Linked DNA regions of Mus musculus: all the other regions are linked to region 3. Evidence: chromatin contacts called from public promoter capture Hi-C data. All regions are on one chromosome and are shown on one strand. Each heading gives the region's core, a stretch centred on a gene start, on an enhancer-like site or on the middle of the called end of the contact. The rest is flanking DNA. Distances are from core to core; before and after follow the strand shown.

Region 1 (2,700 bases), core at 136-2,635, 1.1 Mb after region 3:
TCGTTACCCAGAACCCCACAGACCCACCTTTTATTTCTCTGAATTCCATTCCAGGGATGAGACCTTGTAAAGGTGGGGCTTGACCATCCAGTCTAGTCTGGCAGTAACCTGAATCTTTTCCCCCTGGGCCCCTTCTGCACAGCGTGCACCTCCCCACTGGCCTGCATACATACACACATCGGTGGCTCTGTAACACCGATGTCCTAGGAAAGGACTCAGTTTAAAAAAAAAAATAGCTGTCCTTTGTTCCCGTGGGTCAGGTCATACTTGTGTCTGTCAGACTGTGACTCTTGGTTTGTTTGGAAAGTAAGGTTCTCTCGAGGCCCCAGCTGCAGACTGTGCCTTCCCAGTGCCAGGCTACTTCAGGCTACAAGACCACATAAAGTGTTCTTTGTACTGAGCATGTCTCCAAGGCAGCTCGGGTTTTGAGAGTGTCCCCAGCCCAGGGCTAGTCTTGGACCACTGATGCCAACCATATGGCTGTGGATAAGGATGATTGGAGACCCTACCTCCCACTGGCTCCTCACACTCTAACTCACACTTGCTAAAAAAAGGGGTTCTCCTAAACAACCCGAGCCTGAAAACTCTGGCAGCTAACCCCCTGCCCCTCCAGCCCTGGGGGGCTTCCGCAGGGCCTGGGCCTAGAGCCAGTTCCAGGCGGTCCCCAGACTAGAGTGGGGGTGGGGGTCAGAGCTGTAACCCTTTACGTCCTGCTTGGTCTCCAGCCCATAGTTTCTACAGGCCCTAGCCTCTGTGGTCTCTCCACCCCATTTTCCCTTAACCCTTTCCTGCCACAAAGAGATGGGTGTAGTAAAGGGTTTTCAAGGGAAGTCCAGACGACCAAGGATCATGTGTGTGTGTGTGTGTGATGTGTTTGTGTGTGTGCGTGTGGTGTGTATGTGGTGTGTGTGCGCGTGTGGTGTGTATGTGGTGTGTGTGTGTGTAGAACACTGCTTGGAATCTAAAACCAGGGTCTCAGAGATCAACTCTTCAATCCTTCCTTTTCCTTCCTTCGAGGAAGGAACTTTGACCCCTGAACACAAAACTTGGGTGGAAGGCAGTTGCTTCCAAGACCCTGTTTGGCCCTCTCCCTCCCGCCCAGCCTCCTCTCCTTCCCTCCCTCAGTCTCCAGCGCCCCTTTAAGCCATCCAGCAGCTCAGGCGAGTTTATCCAGGGGGCCTGGCTTCGAGGTCGAAGGGGAGGAGGGGGTGGTGGTTGAGGGGGAGGAAGGGCGGCGGGAATCCGCTCGGTCCCACCCCTAGCTACAACCCTTAGCAGGAAGGGTTTGTCTCCCGTGCTGCGGCGGAAAGGGACGGAGCTGGGAGGGCGGGCGCGGAGCGCTGGCGGGTGGGTCGCAGAACCCACAGCAGGGAGGCGGTGGCGGGGGGCGCGCCTCAAGGAGGGGAGGCGTGGCTTAGGCTGCAGGGCTAGGTGGCTGGGGGCCTCGGTGCTGGGACCCGTGACACTTCTCACGCTTTCCAGGGGCCGGAGGGACAGCCATGCTTTTGTCGGGGGGTAAACCCCCAGCGCAGGAATGGTTCATGGTGCAGACAAAATCGAAGCCCCGGGTACACCGGCAGCGGCTGCAAGTCCAGCGCATCTTCAGGGTCAAGGTGACCGCTTTCCAGAGCCGTCCTGACACCCCTTACTTTTGGCTGCAGCTGGAGGGGCCCCGGGAAAATACGGGCAAAGCCAAGGTAAACAGCTTCGTTTTGTTCTTTCCTTTCCCTCCTAGTCAGATCCTCTCCCTCTCTCCTGAACAGTCAAGAGTCCCCAGAGGTGTTGAGCTTGTCCTGCTGTTTGGCTTGCAGGGTCTGGGCCTCCCTCCCTCCAGATCTGCGGGGCCCCTGCTCTGTCCCTCTGCTTCCTTCTTTCCCTTCTGCCCCACCCCTCTCTTACATGTCACTTCTGTCCTTTAAGTGTGCTGAGAGAACCTCTGCTGAGAGTCTCTTTCTACCAGCCTTCTCTGGTCAGAAACAGGCCCAGATTTTCCATCTTGGGATCAGTTTAAGGGCCTGCATTTTTGTGGCCTCTGCAACATATGTCTTTGTTCTCACCAAGACACTGGAAGGCCTCCGTTCTTTCTGTCTGCTTAAATCCTGGGCGGTTTCTCTGAGTACTGGGACCAGAGGAGGGCCCTAGAGACACTTGTAGAGTGGCGTTGGCAGTTTATAGACGAAGCAGTAGGACTCAGAGAGAGAGAGAGAGAGAGAGAGAGAGAGAGAGGGTGAGGGTCTGCCTCAGTCATCAGAGTCAGGAAGGAGTAGGTTGGTGGAGGTTGTAGAACCTAGGACCCTGCCGGCAGAGTAGGATGCATCTGTTCTGGAAGGCAGTGCCTTGGGATGCCAGGGAATCATGGACGTTGAGATGAAAGGGCCTGCTGTATGGAGCTGGATATTGGAGAGGCCAGGTTGCAGCTTGTCCCTTTTACGCTCATCTTGGCTTCTCTGCCTGGGCTCCTCCCTCTGGTTCAGTCACACCCAAGGGCCCCCTACTCCCTCAGATTCCCTTATCTTCTCCAGTAGGAATGCTCTGGACTCCCTTCTCTCGGATACAAGCTAGTCTTTAACCCTTTGGCTGAAGCTCTACCCACATCTCAGTTGGTCAGGGCCTAGGTAGGGGAGGCCCGGAACACAGCCAGCAGAAGGAAGGGGAGGCTGGGAAATTTCTCCCTAAACACGCCCATTAAGCTGCTGCATC
Region 2 (2,700 bases), core at 54-2,553, 1.1 Mb after region 3:
ACCAGAGGGAAGGTAAAGTCATTGAGAACTTAGCAGGAGATCTGAGTTGCTGATGGGCAGGCCTGAGATAAGTCAGCCTGGGTCCGTGAGGGTGCATTAGGCCTGTGGAACTGAGCCAGGGGGTTAAGAAGGGCGTCTGGTAAGGAGGGTCACCTGGTATGACTAGAAATAAAACTCCTAGTTGGGTCTTGTCATGTGTGTAGTCTTGTATTCAGAGGGACAGGTACTCAACATGGTCCCAAGTCTACACTAGGTTGTAGATGGACTAACCTTGGCGTGGAGCTCTGGATCCAGCAGAATGTTAGAGGGCTTGAGGTCCCGGTGCAGGAGCGGAGGGTTCAAGCTGTGTAGGTAGCACATCCCCAGCACCACTTCCTGCAGCAGGCGACAGAGGAGTGGCCAGGGCCGAGGGCACTCGGGTTGCAGCAGCCCTGCGAGGGAGCCATTCTCCATGAATCTTGTCACCAGAGCCTGCCCGGACACGAAGTCCCACTGGAGGTCCTCAGTGACCCCCAGCAGGAGCAGAACGTTCTCATTACGAAGATTAACCATAGCCTTCACCTCCCAGGATATCTTCTTCCTACACGCCGAAAGGGGGCCAAAATTGGATTGCGCTCTGGAAGACCCCACCCTTGCCCCACTCAGGCTCGTGACCACACTCTGACTACAGCTGGGGTCACTCACGAGTTCACGATCTTGACTGCTACATCATGGTTCCATGTTCTGTGGTGTGCCCGGAACACGACTCCGAACCCTCCTTTACCCACAAACTCCAGCTTCTTCAGTTCTTCACGGCTCACCAGAGGAACCGCTGACGCACCAGTAGGCCTGAGAAAGGTTCTTGTCCGGTAGGGGGCCCATCCCCCAGCCTAGCGCATCCTCTGTCTCCCAAGCTCCGGGATTCCGTGACTGCGCGTGGGCAGCGTAGGCAGCGAGTCTAGCCTCCCCACTGCTGCCCGCCTCACCCCCAGCTTTGTCCCCTGCCTCAGAAAAGGCGTCCTTTGAGTGTGTCCCCGGGCCACCTGTGTGGGTGTGCCGGAGACACAGCTCACTCCCCACTCACCATAACTTGACAGAAGACATCGTCGGGAGCTAGCGGCTTCCTGGAGTTATGTGTGCACAGACGGAGCTGGAAACCCGACGTCTACGGCTCGGAGTGTGGACTGAGAGGAAGGCAGGGTCTGCAAAGGGAACAATCAGTAGGTCAAGGCACGGAGGTTCAGGCCCCGAATTCCGCTTCCCAGGTCGCTCCCCCGGACTTTGAATGAGCGACTTCACAACTTCCCTTTCAAATAAGAGGCTCCTTCTATCTCCGCCCCCTGGGGTGGAGCATTGAAAACTTTGGGGCTATTTCCTGTGCACGTGCCTTGAAACTGCTTCCACCCGAGAAGCGCCCAGGCACTGGGCGTGCCACAAAAGGTGTCCTCACCATCCAGGAACGATTGACTCCCCACGATAGCCAGTCTCTCTTGGACCCCTTAGCTCCACCGCTTGCCAACCACATTTTGATGAAGGGAGGATGGAGATCAGGAGGATTTTATGGTCCTAAGATCACGGAGTAACGCTTCTAGTAAGGGTTGTCTTGGGCCAGGTACACATACTGGCTTCTTAGATCAACCGTGTTTTCTTTTCTATAGAGGAGGAAACCCAAGTACTTAAAGTTTAAATCGCTTGGCCAAGTAAGTATGGGACTAGTTTAGAACCGAGTTCTGCTCCACCAAGGTAGCCCTTATTTTATTTATTTATTTATTTATTTATTTACTTACTTACTTACTTACTTACTTACTTACTTACTTTTGAGACAGGGTCTCTTTTTGGAGCCCTGGTTGATCTGGGACTCGAGTATACAGACCAGGTTGACTCAAACTCACAGAGAGCCATCTGCATCTGCCTCCTGACTAAATGCTGGGATTAAAGGTGTACGCCACCATGCTTGGCTTTCTTATTTATCTTAAAATTTATTTATGTGTGTGCATGACCATGCATGTGGTGAAGGGGTGCATGTCATGGTGTGTGTGTGTGTGTGTGTGTGTGTGTGTGTGTGTAGGTGTTCGACCTTGTTTGAGATAGGGTCAGTTTGTTCTCTGCTGTGTGCATAATGCTATGTGTTAGCCTGTTAATGTCCCAGTATTCTCCTGTCTCTCATCTTGCTGTAGGAACACTGGCATGGTATACATGGGCTACTGTCCCCAATGTCACTTTAGTTGTGGGAATATGAGTTCAGGTCCTCATGCTTGCATGACAAGAATTTTGCCTACTAAGCGGCACACACACACACACACACACACACACACACACACTCCAGCTCAAGTTAGCTTATTCTTCTTGACAATGCCTCTGGGCTATATAAATCTACCTGTGGTGCAGGTAAGGTATGAGGCACGCAGTATGCACTAAAGGACCTCTTGGAATCCCTGCTCAGCAAGAGCAGCTACTAAGTAGGGGTTGTGGAGCTGGAAGGCCCAGGGTCTATGCCAGGGTGTTGTAATGAGGATAGGTGTGCTGGCCCTGCAATCGAGCCACTGCTGCTGTGATGGCCTCTGTAGCAGCTCTAAGGGCTTCCCACCCTTCCCCTTGTGTGATACCTTTGGCAAGTAAATACTCTGATTCATGCTTCAGGCAAGCATGGCATATATTCTCCATGAAAGCTTTTCAAGATCCTAGAGTGTCAGACTGTTGGGTAACAGGACTGGTGGTGCA
Region 3 (2,700 bases), core at 154-2,653:
AGGCTATCTTTGTTCACTGCCTTCTTGCCCTTGTGTGAGGGGCCAGCAGGGGAGGGTGCCTTGAGAAGGGGACTGCAGGGAGGGGCAGCAGCTGCCACAGGGGCCTGGAGGGTAAGGGGGACAGAGAGGTGAGGGTCCACCAGGAGGCAGAGTGAAGGCTAAGCAGGAAACCCAGCAGGGAGAGCATATGTGAGGCCTCAAAGGGATACAGGACTCCCAGAGAGCTCCGATCTCCCAGGCATCCATCTCCCTGTCTCTGTGAAGGACCGTAACCCAGATACATATGGTCCTTGGTCTGAGACCAAAGCTTTCTATCATGCTCTCATTATTCCCTTCCCTTTGGTTTGTCTGTAATAAGTCTCCCGTTCTAAAATTCTAGTCAGCCATGTTTCCTCATCCAAAAGCAGGCAGCAGAGAAGCAAGAGGTATAGTGCACAGCAGGAAACCTGGTCCTGCCTGAGATCAGGGCAGAGCAGCTATTACAAGTGTCTTCAGGACACAGCCGAGTTCTAAGAAATAAATTCACAGAGTTGGGAAACAGGACCTTGGGGTAGGGCATGTTCACAGAGGAGCACCAAACATAGACTTGTTAGGGAAGCCCAGTAGTCAGAATTCCCTCAACCACCCACCTTGCTCCACCCTGGGGGGAAGAAGCGGGGAGAGCTACCTTGGTCTTACCTTGAGGACACGCAAGGGCTGGCCAGGTGCTGCCAGGGTCGGGGGGAGGTGCACGGCTGTCTGCCCGCAGTGTGCCACTTGGTACTGCAGGGGATTGTAGCTGCCTCGACTGGTGCCTCGGTTGCCCTCTGGCCCACGAGGCTCCTCCTTCACCGCCACAGCCCTGGGGTCGTAGCTCCCTGGGTTGCTGTAGATGCCAGGCCCCAAAGCCTTCCTATCTGGGCCAAATGTGTGTGAGGGATAGGCGAATGGCCGAGGGTCAGCCGGCAGGTAGTGAGGAAACGAGGGGGCTCCTGGGCCCTTAAGGCTTCGGGCTTCAGGCGTTGGCTTCATGGCAAAGAGGTCAGAAAGTAGCTGTTCTTCCCCAGACTCGATGTAGGCGGAGAGGTCGATGGAGGCCTCATGCTCACACATGTCCCCCAGCTCCCCGGGCCCAGCTCGACCCCCTGAGAACTCAAGTGGCTGCTGGCCACCCCGAGGCTCGCACTCATAGTAGGTCCCGTGGGACATGGCCGGCCCGCCCCCTTGGCTCCCCGCCCCTGGGTCCTGTGCTGGGGGCGCCCGCCCGTTGGGATGCTCAGCCTGCCCTTTCTTGGATCTCCCCCGGTCCTAGATTTGCCCTAGGTTTGCCCTCTCTGGTCTTCTCCGTCACCAACTCCTACGTGGCTTCTCTCCTCCTCTGCTTCCCTTTCCTTCTGTAGTCAGTACCTCTTCCTTTCTTCCCTTTTCCTCTCTCTCCTTGGGGTGACTAAGGGAGGGGCAGGGCACACCCCGGAGGGAGGGGTGCTTAGCAGTTAGGGCGCTCTTTGCGAAGGCCCCAGCCACAGTCCAGAAGTTGCTGTTTGAGAAAATGGCCCTTTTTGCCCTGCGAGTTCAAGGGATTCTAATCCCTTGCCCAGAGTAGCTTCTCTGAATATCTGTCTTCCTCCGATTTCCAAAGAGACCTGTGCAGAGTGAGGTGTCAAGCCAGAGCCAATAGACAAAGCATTCCCCCAGTGCCAACTTGGTCTAAACTCCTCCCTTGATGCATCTTCCTCCCTGTCCCGTCCCCCCCCCTCCCCGCCCCCACCCCCAAGTCCTGAACTCCACCTACCCCGGGGTAAGTCAGTTCCTTCTGTAGCCCCACCTCCCAAGACATTTTTCTCTGTGTAGACCATCATTGTTTGAAGGGTTTGGGAAGTAGTAGTAGATTCTAGGACCAAGCTACCCCTGGCCCTAGTACAGGGTATGCCCATTTGCTAGTTTTGAGACAGGGTCTCACGATGTAGCTCAGGCTGGCCTTGAACTCACAGAGTTCTGCCTGCCTTTGCCTCCAGAGGGCCCCTATTAAGGTTCTTCGGTTAGGTCTTTGCACAGGGCTTGTGTGCATGTCTCCAGATCTGGCTATGGCTAGCAGCCTGGCACAGTCCGGGGCTGCCAGGACATAGCTGAGGTTTCTGGTCAAGACATGGGTCCTGTACCTCAGGCCCAGGCAAGCTGCAGCCTCAGAACCAACAGAAAGGATCTGCTGGAGGTCCCAGTTGCTCCACCCTAAAAGCTGTTCTGGCTGACCCCACCCGCGCTGGCCTGAGGCTCTGCCTCCTATTTCCTGTGCCCTGAGCTGCATGCAGGCCCTTGTTTTCTGACCTGTGCGTGTCTCTCGGGTCCACTTCCTCTTGTAGGCTTGAGAAGTCTTCTCTCTTGTCCTCACCTCTTCCTGGGGCTGTTTCGGGGTCCGAAGGAGAAGCTGGTAGCTGCCTGCCCGCCCTTCTTGATCTTCTACTAACCCCCAAAGTTCATTTTTCTGTTTTGTTCGGAACTTCCTGCTCTCTCCAGTTTGGTTGTGGCCCTGCTTCAGACACGGTTCTGGATTTACTGACAAGAAAAGAACACAGAGACATGAGAAGTGTGTCACTTTTCAGTTGTTTGTTTTTTTTTAGGTTGAGCCTCCCTTTTAGCCTAGCCTGGCCTTGAACTCTCATCTTCCTGCTTCATTCTCCACGGAGCTGAGTTGATAGCTGTGCTACCATACCTTCCTGGCTC
Region 4 (2,700 bases), core at 64-2,563, 1.0 Mb after region 3:
CTTCAAGTCACTTCTTCACAATCCAGCCAGGGTGAACTATCTAAAACTTAAATCGTCTTCTAACTGGATCACCAATCTAAGCCAACTAAAGCCTAAGAGCTTTTTTGAGAGGGTCTTACTACATAGCTCAAGCTGACCTTCAACTTGAAATCTCCTGGCCCAATGTCTCCAGTGCTGGGTTATATAGGCATGCATGCCATGCCGGCTTTTTTCCTCCCCACAAGGTCTCACTCTGTAGCCGGTTTGGAACTCACTATGTAGACCTTGAAATCACAGAGAGGTTCTGGCTCCTGAGTGCTGGCATCAAAGGCATGCAAAACCCAATGCCAGGGAAGAGGAAAATTAGAGGAAGCCACCAGTACAATTTTTTTTTCTTTGCAAAACCTGAAACTCTCAAACAGAAAGATTTTTCTTCCCATTAAGCTCTCTTGGTAGAAAAAAAATCAATCCTAGATTATTATTTATGGTATTCAGTAAACATTGCGATTTGTTGGGGGGGGTATAGTAATCACAGTGATTAATTCAGGTGGTCACTTACCTCCTGGGCAGTAGCTCTAAGCGTATCCAGATGGCGGCCGGTAATGTAAACTGTGGCACCTGCTTTGCAAAGCTGTAAGGCAATGCCACGGCCAATACCCCTGGAGGCACCAGTTACCACACACACTTGGCCCTTCATAGGCGCTACCATGACTCACATCAAAGGGGATATCTGTGGAGGTAAAGAGTCGCTTTGAGGGAATCCTGTAGATTGTGTGCTGAATCCAGGTCTCTGTGAGGGCTAGACAAGTTTGGACTATTTTGAGGGGAGAGAAATTTGACAGAAGGATACCTGAGTCAAAGTCTCAGGCCAGGCTGTCCTTTTAGGAGAGTCCCAGGACTCTCCAGCGTTACACACAATACTATCACGAACCTCTGAGTGAAGCTGACTTGGTAGGGAATCTGGCAATGCAGCCTAACAGGGTATGGCCACGAAGAGTCCTGGGCTCTCTGGAGTTCTGGCTACCCGTCCAGACCCACGGAGAACCGCGAATCCCTGACCCCTGAAGTGGTCAGAGCCTTACCAGCAGCAGACGCAGCCTCTGGGTTTCTTTCTGCCCAGATCGCCAGATCTATAGTTTGAGAACTTTGATTCTTGCCACGTTGGAGTGCGTGCCTGGATGGAAGTCCGGGTGCGGATAACGATGATATGGAACCAGTCAAAGATAGCCCTGGAGTTCCAGGGTCAGACCCAGTGGGGTGGAGTCCGCAAATGGGGAAGGGCGACCTGCAGCCACGCCCATCATGCCCTCCCGCCCGCCCCGTCGCAGACTCATGACGTCCCCGTGCGTCCGGAGCGCGCCGGCGGTTGTGGGAGCTGCAACCGGGAAGCGTGAACGGCTGGTCCCAAAGCACGCATGGGGTTGGGGCCGCGTTCCGCTCACAAAGCGCGACGCCAGTTCTCGGGTGCCGGCCGGCGGGGACGCGCGGCCCGGGGTTCGGGACGTCCCCCTCCCGGCCGCGATGGTTATCCCCGGCTGCCGGCAGCCGCGCGTGCGGAGCAGGCCCCCGAGGCTCTCCCGCATCTGAGCCCGGAGGCTCTTGGATATTTCCGACGGGCGCTGTCAGCGCTAAAAGTGGCTCCCGACGCCGCCGAAGAACGAGGTAGGAGCAGCTAACGCCGTGGGTTAAGTGGAAAACCCACACGCCGAACTTTCAGGGGAGGTCTTGGCTAAGTGATGGGTAAGTCTTCTCCTCCTCTCAGCCTAACGGTTTATTTATGACCCCATTTTTTTTTTTTAAAGAGTTGATGGCGCGCAATATTTTGAAGGAAGTGGAGGCTCAGGCTCTAGCCTTGGCCACGAACAGGACTGGTAGCGAAATGCTGCAGGAGCTTTTGGGGTTCAGTCCTTTGAAACCCCTGTGTCGAGTGTGGGCCGCTCTGCGCCCCAACTTGCGCTTCGTGGCTTGTCATCGGTGTGGGGTCCACGTATTACAAAGTGCTTTGCTGCAGCTACCTCGATTGCTGAGGCGTCCTGCGGAGGCAGAGGAGGAGGAGGAGGAAGAGGAGGAGGGTGGTCCCTCGCAAACTCTGGAGGAGCTAGTCCTGGGACTAGCCGCTGAAGTGTGTGATGATTTTCTGTTCTTCTGTGGAGACACGCATGGCAGCTTCGTGGTCAGAACTCTGCTGCAGGTCTTGGGAGGTACTCTTTTGGAGTCCGAGAGAGGCAAGCCCCGTGGCTCCCAGTCGTCTGGTAAGTACTGTAAGAAAGGGAAGAGGGGTTGGTGAGCAGGAGTGGTCAGGAAGTTCCGAAGCCAGTAAACAGAAGAGTTCATCTTTGTGGTGAAACTTGACCGTAAAGAATCAGCAGACCCTTGGGGCAGAACCTGGAAGGCCAAAGTATAGTGTGCCTAGTAAGGATGGATACACTTGAATTCAAGGACCAACTATTACTAGCAGAGACACAGAGGGAGCAATGTGTTTCACATTTTTATTTCCACAACTCAGAGTAAGAATTTTTTTTTTTTTAAATACGTCTGGGCATGTGTACACACTCGAATGTGTGTGCCTTCTGGAGTGTTCTTGTGGAGGGGAGAAGACGACTTTGTGGGTGTCAGTTCTCCCCTTCCACCATGTGGGTTCTGGGTATTGAACTCAGGTTGTCAGGCTTAGTAGCAATCACTCTTATCATAACCTTCCCGGCTCCGATACTTTCTTTGGAG
Region 5 (2,700 bases), core at 181-2,680, 1.2 Mb after region 3:
ATTGTTTGCAATTGTGTGGTCTCAAAGGAGACACAACAAAGGGAGCTCTTCATAAAGAACTGCAGTGCAAAAAAGCAAGGGGTGTGGGAGTGGGGAGATGCCTTCTGTGCGCACTAGGACCCGTACCACACCTCTTTCTCTGAGGGCTCCCAATAAAGGCTCTCTAGCCAAGTACCCCACACCCCCATTCTGCCTTTCCACACCCATAAAGACCAGACTGTGACAGTACAGATCTGGGTCAGGAAGAACCTGCAAGGCTGGAGGCCTAGGCAGTGACCCTGGGAAGGACCTGTGATTCGGGTGCAAGCCCCAAGTGCCTCAACTGCTTGCTCTGTTCTCCCTGGCTCCGTTAATGTAAGAGGCTGGTGATTTGGGAGCGTACCTACACCTGTGACTAGAATCCAAGCCTGAGGTGGGTGCGCAGTTTCGGTGATGGCTTTGGCTAGCAAGTGGGTAGTATCCAAGCGGCTCGTAAGAACCTCTTTTTGGAAGGTTTCATTCCATCTGCAGAGAAAATGAAAGAAAAGGTCAAAAGTGCAGACATGCACCTAGACCATATCCTCCCCACTCATCCGGCTCCCCTCCCAGTAAGTCTGTTGTCCTAAGCCTGTCTTAATGCATAGCTCGGGGTGGCTAAGAAGATAGGACTCTCTCCCCCGGCCCCCAATAGGCATGGGCTATATCTCTTTATCCACAACACTGGGCTTTAGTAGACGCTGATATATAACAGGCTCCAAAGGCTTAAGGGGACACTTGCACAAGTTTATGTCTACCATGCACGGGTCACAGGCATCGACCCTCTCTCCCCCCTGTACAGGTGATAACTGCTTTATGGCCCTGTTGACCTTCGCAGAGGGTTGAGGATATTCTCTCCAGCCAGGTTGATGACAACATCGCAGAGGGGCAGCCCCGACTCACTGAGTTCACTCTGTGGGAGAAAGTACAGTGCCGGCTGGTACTGTCCTTCCCGCGCAAATTGCCCTCCCACCCACCTTCCAGAAGCTCGACCTACCCACGTGATTCGACCCGGGCCAGGCTGTCTGGAGACCAATTTAACTTCGTGGCCCCTGCCTCTCAGCAGCTGGGTTACGGCTGTCCCAATGAATCCCGTCCCGCCACCTGATGGGGGAGCACAAACTGTTTACTCAGCGGGGTGGCGGTAGGTCATCTGCTGGCGGCCCCTTTGGGTGCGGTCCCCATCTGACATCAGGCCTCTCCAACCCACCCCGCGATGCAGAGGTGACAAAAGTCACAGGGTCGCACAGATTCAGCTTTTGGGGCTGGGAAACCAAGGCTAGGTTGCCTGCTTAGGAGACTGCACCCTGTGGGCCTGTTTTCTCAGCTCTCGGCTACAGCCTAAGCCGGCCCGCCACTCTGCCCTCCCTCACCTACAAGCACCCGCATAGCGACAGGGAGCTAGCACGCCTGCGCGAGATTTAAACACCGGACGCGACTACGAGCCTCACCTCACGCGAATCTCAGTACTAGGTGTGCCCCACCCTCCCCCGACCCGGAAGGAGTTATAGTAATAGCGAAGGACCATAAATTTCTCTGGGAAGAGGGGTGGATGACGCAAAAGAGATGGAGGACGAAGTGCAGAAAGGATCCGCTCCTAAAGAACAACTCTAGACCGCGAAGCGCTGGGCGTGGGGAGGGGGCGGGCACTGTGGAATTCTTCTTCATCTTTTCTCACTGTTCTGCCTCCTTCTGTCAGGACTCGAGGGTGTCAGAGTTTCTTCTCCAGTTCATGTGCGCACTCTTGTCCTTGCTTCCGCAGCTAAGGCTCTCACAAGCGTGCATCCCACCCGTGCCCTGCTTCCCAGTTCATCCGTTTCAGGGCCCTCCAGGAACACATAGTTCACCAAGTCTAATGCCCAGTTGTAGATCATTTTGATTGATCGCCCAGCCAAAATTACTGTTCTTTCTCCCTTCCTTTTAGAAATGATAGGCATTTCTCTACCGCTGGTGAAATGAGCCGATTCAAGCCAGACTAGTTTACATTAAAGGCAGGTTTATTGGGAGTTAACTGGCCCCAAGGATTAAGGCCAGGGGACTCACCATGGAGAGGAGTGGGGGAGAGGAGAAAGAGAGAAAGGGCGACCGAGCAGAGAGAGACACGGGGTGGGAGAAGGAGAGATGGGGGAGGGGGTAGGGAGAGAGCACAAAATGTCTGAATTTTATAGGGAAGAGCCTCTTGAGGAAGGGCAGCCAGGCCCCTGGTCTGGAAACTTCAAGGTTGGAGGCAAGGTATGCCAGGTAGGGTCTGAGGGATGATGGGAGAATCTGGAGGCCATGTCTGCTTTGTAAACATGTAAAAATGTAAAATATTTGCCTCAGTCCCTGGGCATAATCCTGGTCTGAAACCAAACAAGAAACGCTGCATTTTTGCCTTGAGTAGAAACCACACTGTCTTCTGGGACTTTAAGAACCAAGTTTGGTGTCTGGTGCATATCCTTTCCCACTGAGGCCAGACAAGGCTGCCAAGCTAGAAAAACATATCCCACACACAGGCAACAGCCTTTGGGATAGCCCCCACTCCAGTTATGTGGGACCCACAGGAAGACCAAGCTGTACATCTGCTACCTATGTGCAGGGAGGACTAGGTCCAGCCCATGTATGTTCTTTGGTGGTAGTTAAGTCTCTGAGAGCCCCAAAGGTCCAGGTTAGTTGATTCGATTGGTCTTCCTGTGAAGTTGCTAT

Evidence for each region. Promoter capture Hi-C pulls out the DNA fragments that hold promoters and counts their contacts.
Region 1: a contact with region 3 is called in a promoter capture Hi-C map of liver, with 2.2 times the contacts expected there. The contact joins the promoter of Nynrin here to the promoter of Cebpe in region 3. A contact is called at or near these places in 2 of 39 promoter capture datasets (the C10 cell line and liver).
Region 2: a contact with region 3 is called in a promoter capture Hi-C map of the C10 cell line, with 4 times the contacts expected there. The contact joins the promoter of Ripk3 here to the promoter of Cebpe in region 3. A contact is called at or near these places in 3 of 39 promoter capture datasets (the C10 cell line and liver).
Region 4: a promoter capture Hi-C map of hippocampal neurons shows a contact between it and region 3, with 3 times the contacts expected there. The contact joins the promoter of Nop9 here to the promoter of Cebpe in region 3. A contact is called at or near these places in 2 of 39 promoter capture datasets (cranial neural crest and hippocampal neurons).
Region 5: a promoter capture Hi-C map of liver shows a contact between it and region 3, with 3 times the contacts expected there. The contact joins the promoter of Sdr39u1 here to the promoter of Cebpe in region 3. A contact is called at or near these places in 2 of 39 promoter capture datasets (liver and pre-B cells).

The regions. Positions count from the first base shown.
Region 1 is chr14:55,852,730-55,855,429 of GRCm38.p6, forward strand. Nynrin (NYN domain and retroviral integrase containing) reads left to right here and starts at 1,386. Exons shown (of 8, transcript NM_001040072.1): 1 at 1,386-1,697. The coding sequence starts at 1,500.
Region 2 is chr14:55,787,554-55,790,253 of GRCm38.p6, forward strand. Ripk3 (receptor-interacting serine-threonine kinase 3) reads right to left here and starts at 1,304. Exons shown (of 10, transcript NM_019955.2): 1 at 1,064-1,304; 2 at 685-828; 3 at 271-580. The coding sequence starts at 1,083. All of the region lies in intron 2 of Gm32092 (a long non-coding RNA gene), which reads left to right.
Region 3 is chr14:54,710,771-54,713,470 of GRCm38.p6, forward strand. Cebpe (CCAAT/enhancer binding protein (C/EBP), epsilon) reads right to left here and starts at 1,404. Exons shown (of 2, transcript NM_207131.1): 1 at 679-1,404; 2 at 1-104. The coding sequence starts at 1,188.
Region 4 is chr14:55,744,380-55,747,079 of GRCm38.p6, forward strand. Nop9 (NOP9 nucleolar protein) reads left to right here and starts at 1,314. Exons shown (of 10, transcript NM_026403.3): 1 at 1,314-1,641; 2 at 1,782-2,231. The coding sequence starts at 1,395. It overlaps Dhrs1 (dehydrogenase/reductase (SDR family) member 1), which reads right to left and starts at 1,305. Exons shown (of 9, transcript NM_026819.3): 1 at 1,062-1,305; 2 at 539-709. The coding sequence starts at 688.
Region 5 is chr14:55,898,802-55,901,501 of GRCm38.p6, forward strand. It overlaps Sdr39u1 (short chain dehydrogenase/reductase family 39U, member 1), which reads right to left and starts at 1,431. Exons shown (of 6, transcript NM_001082975.1): 1 at 1,389-1,431; 2 at 1,013-1,119; 3 at 846-928; 4 at 383-504. The coding sequence starts at 1,404.